Regions from separate parts of the Athene noctua genome. Here region 1 is linked to region 2. The links are chromatin contacts, called in public Hi-C maps. All regions are on one chromosome and are shown on one strand. Each heading gives the region's core, a stretch centred on a gene start, on an enhancer-like site or on the middle of the called end of the contact. The rest is flanking DNA. Distances are from core to core; before and after follow the strand shown. Region 1 holds the start of ARL8B (ARF like GTPase 8B). Region 2 holds the start of ITPR1 (inositol 1,4,5-trisphosphate receptor type 1).

The links. Hi-C and Micro-C count contacts between places; a contact is called where the count stands out from the background.
Region 1: a contact with region 2 is called in a Hi-C map of heart, with 3 times the contacts expected there. The contact joins the promoter of ARL8B here to the promoter of ITPR1 in region 2. A contact is called at or near these places in 2 of 2 Hi-C or Micro-C datasets (heart and liver).

What each region holds. Positions count from the first base shown.
Region 1 is chr10:12,447,244-12,449,943 of bAthNoc1.hap1.1, reverse strand. ARL8B (ARF like GTPase 8B) reads right to left here and starts at 1,442. Exons shown (of 7, transcript XM_074914020.1): 1 at 1,206-1,442. The coding sequence starts at 1,328.
Region 2 is chr10:12,200,947-12,203,646 of bAthNoc1.hap1.1, reverse strand. It overlaps ITPR1 (inositol 1,4,5-trisphosphate receptor type 1), which reads right to left and starts at 1,450. Exons shown (of 62, transcript XM_074914301.1): 1 at 1,428-1,450.

The DNA.
Region 1 (2,700 bases), core at 193-2,692, 250 kb before region 2:
AGGATTATGTATAACTGCAAGAGAATGAGAGTTCTTCTCCTATCCAGTAACTCAGTCAACTGACACTTAAAATAAATACTTTCCTAAAAAACCAAAGTAATATTAAGGAGACAGCCTCAAAAAAAAAAAAAAAAAAGGCTGAAGGTCTGCTCAATCTACAGCTGAAGATATCAGCTTGCTCATTCTAGGTTCACTGTACTCAATCAGTCATGCTCCCTGCAAAACCAAAAGGTACCCTGGTTTCCCGCTTCAGTCTCCCTGCAAGGGCTTCTGAACTCCAGCTTGTCTCTGGAGTGTTTTCTGTCACATGCATCCACAGAACAGGACACTGACAAAGTCAAATAAACCATTTAAGTAAGTAACTCTTTATCTTGTTCAGCAATGGAAAAGCTTCATGCAGGAGGATTCCCACACCCTTCCTTCATCTGCTTCAGGCAGATCATCAGATAAGTAGGCCCAAGTTCAGCAGTCTGCTGCTGTTAGGCTTGGAAGTTGTACTTCTTAGTGCATACCTTAAGAGAAAGTAGATTATTTGATACAGGTCTTAGTAATCAACATAAGCAAAAAACTGAAGATAAGAACCATGAGTGAGAAACATTTAAATCATTTATTGAGGACCACTGAAAGAAAAAGTCAAATGGAAGAAAGTAGCTGCAGACACATTATGCTATCTTCATATTATGCTAACACAAGCCCAGCCGTACTAATGCGCTGACTGAAACAAGCCCTCAGAGCACGCCGTGGAGCGGTGCTCTGATACGGCTATCAGTGTTTTCAGGGGCCCATTAGCACACAAAGGTTTCTGGAGGCAGAGCATGCTATCAAGGCTCGATACGGCTGGCTCAGCCACCTCTCCTACGAGCCTACCCAGCAAGGGCAGACACGCCTGCTCCCCATCCCAGGCAGCCCCGCGGAACAGCTTCATCCCCGCAGTCCTGCTCAACATACGACGCGTAAGGGACAAGACCGTGTACCGGGGGGGAGCCCAGGCAGGCGCCAGCCGCAGGCTGCTGACAGCCAGGCCGAGCACCAGGCCGCTCCGGGCCCGGCCCGGCCGCTGCTTCGGCTCCAGCCCCCTCCTGCCGGGCCCGCACAGGCCGCGCCGCCCCGCCGGCACCGCTGAGGCCACCAAGGCCCCGCGGCTTCCCCCCCACCTCCGCCAGGCCCCGCCGCGGCCTGCCCCCGGCCCGGCGCGGCCCGCTCACCGCGATGACGTTGACGAAGGTGGTCTTGCCCGAGTACTGCAGCCCCACCAGGGTGAGCTCCATCTCCTCCTTCCAGAAGAGCGAGCGGAACCAGTCCAGCAGCCGGGAGAGCAGCGCCAGCATGATGGCGGCGGCGGCGGGCGGGCCGGGGGCACTGGCAGGCTCAGCCCGGGGACAGGCTCCGGCGGCGGCGGCGGCTGTCGGACACCCGCGCGCTCCCACACGGCCCGGCTCGCCCCCGCGCCGCGGTCATATGACCCGCGCGGCGCACCAAGAGAGGCCGCGCCAGCGCCCTGCGCCCTGCGCCGCGCCGCAGCGCCCCCTGCCGGCAGCCGCCCGCGCCGCGCCCGGGGAGGACCGGCGGCGGCGGGGGGCGGGGAGGAGGCGGGGCCGCGCCGCGCGGGGCGGGGCGGGGCGGGGCGGCTGCCGGCAGCCCGCGGGCTCCGCCATCTTGGGTGGGTGACGGGTGTCGGCTCGCACCGCCTCCCCCTCGCCGTCTTGGGCAAGTGAGCGTCCTGGCCCCTCAGGGCTGCCTGGGCGCCAAGCCGCAGCCGTGTCGGACACCCCAACTCTGCAGCCCACTTCTCTGGCTCCCATCCCCATCCGCCTCCTCCACATGGTCCCACGGAGGTGCCCCAGCCACCTGCCAGGGCCCTCAGAGCCACCCTGCCACGCAGCAGGGGGGAAAGCAGGGCCCCACCGAGAATGTGTGGTGGGCCAAAGCTCCAATTACAAAGGAAATCGATTGGGGGGGCTTTTCTTAGTGCATCCTCTAGTTTGTTGGTCTCTTGGGCTGTCCACATGAGAGCTGCTCTTCTGTTCCCTGAACCACTGAGCTGCAGCCAGCCTGCAGGCGAATCCTGAGTTTGCAGAGGACTAGGGATTAAGTAATATTAGCCATAATATTTTCACAGGACAAATGCAGATTATTTTTTAAGTGAAATACCTCATAAAACCGTGCGCGTGCTCTTAGAACTAACAAAAACTACCAGTCAGCTCACATGACCTCGTTATTCTCAGTTATTCACACATAACCAGCCATTCTCTAGAAGTTTCTGCCAGGAACCCGTGCATTTTGCATGGACTTTTCAGATGATTTACTGTGGTCCTTGCTGCTGTTGCAGTCAGGTAACTGGTTATTTTCATTCCTGGCCAAATTGAGCCTAATTCTGTACAGTAAAGCAGGTGGAAATTAGAAATCCCCCAACTTTAAAGAACAGCAGAATGAGAACTCAAACCATTGCACACGCCTGCATGTTTTTTAGAAGGAACAGTGATCAGGGTAATACAGATTTACAAGCTCTAGGCATCTTCATTTACATAATAAATTCCACACCTTCCTTAAACATTTGTCCGCCAAGGATCCCAATATTTGTATCATTCACAAATGGTGTAGCTCCATCTCTCCAGGTAGTTAAGCGGTGACCTTGCAGTGTGAGGCCAAGGCAGGAGGGACATGAGCTGAGCAAATGAAGATGTAGCTGAAACAAAATCA
Region 2 (2,700 bases), core at 201-2,700:
GAAATGCACTTTCTCAGAGAAAGTATTTTTCCTCCTAACGCTTATAACGCAGCAGATTTTTCTACAGTTTGAACAGGCAAGATGGAGGGTGTGGAAGAGGGGAAGGAGGAAGCAGCACAGTACTATGACTTTCTCAAGGACATTCAGTGGGTCAGACTCAGAGCTCAGATTTGAATCCAGGTCTCTTGAATCCCCATCCCCCATCCACACAGCCCCTATTATCCCAGGAGGAAAATCAGTCTCATTGCACATCTACTCAAGCATACATTTCCCCCTTTTCGTGAAGGAAGTTGGAAGAGGCATGTAAATCAACACAGCAAGATGACAGCCAAGTTAATTATGTTCTATTCATACTATTTGCCCCTCCACAGATAAATTTCTAAAATTTTTTACCATATCAATAACGAAGTTATTCAGAAATTACTATTTCATAGGTGCAACAAAAGTCAGTTTAAGAAAAAGGGAGAAACAGATGAAGTAACTCATTTTGTTAACTTAAACCTCAATAAATCCTCAATACAGAAAAGCAAACGTGCACAGTGTCCTTTTCTCCTCAAGAAGAGCGCCTGATTATTTTTTTTTTTTATTTGCCCAGTGCAGCCAGACAAGCTAGTTACAGAAAATTCGGGTCATAAGTAACACACGCATAACAACGCACTAGGCAGAAGTTACACTTTGACAGCAATATCTTATACAGCAGCCATCAGACTGGTGTAAGAAACACGACTGACGGATCCTATTGACAGGCATCTGCAGCAAGCTGAAAAAATAAAATCTGTTAGAGATACACTGTCAGGGGAAAGAAGTCATTTTTTGTTTCAAACCAAGTATGACCTGACAGCACCTTTTCAATCCCATTAAAAGTAAGCAGCACTTACTGAAGTTGATACTTACTGAAGTCCATACTTACTGGCTCTAACCCTGATGGGAGAAGGCAGCTTAGATGTCAGCCTCTGGATGAGGCCCCTACAAGCACACTATGTCTTCCAGCATATTTCTATTAGGAGAGAGCTGGAACAGGCCAAGAGAACCAGGGCAACCAATGTCATGGGGAAAGAGAGAATGCTGAGTTTATAACACCAACTGGAGTTTGGCCAAGGAAGAAAAATGGCCAGGGAAGAAGAGTGTACAGAACAGTCCCAACTTCATTTTGCATGGCCATGTATCTGCTGAGGCTTCCACAGAAGGGGCTATCTTCTACATCCCCATTCCTCACATCAAGCCTCCAAGCTTCCTTCCTCACAAGATATACACTCTTTAGGAAATGCAATACTCCCTAAATTTACCCAAGTATTTTCATTCTGTCTGTCCATCTCACTAGCCTTCACCCACCCGTGTCTGCTCATCTCCCTCTGACCCCACCTGCACACTGCTTTCACCCTTCCCATGCTCTGCACCTCCCATTTTTCCCTTCACCAATACTGCACCTTGGTGGGGGCTCTCTGGCCTCCATGGTGGCACTGGTGTCGTTTTCCACGGCTGGGCTTTGGTGGATGCCTCCTGGTAGCCTTGGGTCCGTACTGGCTATAAAGTTAACGCTCTTCTTCCACTAGCAAGTCTCTCCTATCAAGGGCTTCTAAGTCGCCACTTGTCTTCCCAATGCAGCAACCCCTACACGGGTAAGCTCACTGCTCTCCTCTCCTAGACACCTCAGCAGGCACCCAGGTCTGAGACTAAAACCTAAGTGCCTGTGACAAGCAGCCGAAGAGGAGGAGCCACTACCAACACATGATGAGCACGTGTGGAGAGCCACTGGTGGCCAGGGGACCTACTTTGAGCCCTGCTGATCTAGAAAAACCTGATGGGCTGGGTTTCTTTACAGATGAAGGCTCCAGTTCCCAAGTTGACTTGTACATGTTGCCCCCCAACAGTAATTTTCTAGAATGTGAGCACAAGTCATTCTTCTGAAGCAAAGGTTCAAAACACTGTATCACCTTATCTCAAAGAGCATTAGCAACTGAATCTACTTAACCCTTACAGACGGAGGAGTGGCCAAGGATTGCAGAGTTATTTTAATCATAAGATAAGTTTTCAATTAACCCTTTAGATCAAGCTTCATCAGCCAGCTCAAGTATGTATCTGCCTTTGTGCCCACACGGCTCTTCTCACAGTGGGATGCAGACAAGACCTATCTGGGCTGCAAACAAAACTTTTTTCTTCAGAACTTCTTGGCAGATTTCTGAACTTATGAAGAAGTGGATAGGATGGGCCAAGATGCAAAAAAAATGTTTCTAAAAGCTTCATACTAAACTGCTACAAAAGAATTTCCGTAAATTAAAAAAAAAAAAAAGCTACAGCCTTTTGGCAGTAGTCGGTTTTTGGCCTCCTGTGATTGCAAATTTCTTACACGTATACGCAAGGCGATTACCATCTCCTGACTGCAGACATCATGCACATGGCAGGGATGAGCAGAGAATGAACTGTTTGTGTACATCATGACATTTGGATCCAGTATCTTTCCTTACAGCTTGGTATCAGATTACTCCAAAAGCAGAAACATTATCTAACATCCTAACCAAAAAATTTGCTTCATCTGGCATCCCATTTTGTCAGAGCTATTCACCCTCCCCTTTGATAACCTGTTCAGCTGAACGATCAGTGAGATATGAACGCTCAGCTTTCTGCAACACTCCTCACGTTGGCATTCTGGCATGTGAGGATGCAGTTACATTGCCACAGGCTGTAAATCAGCAAAACAAC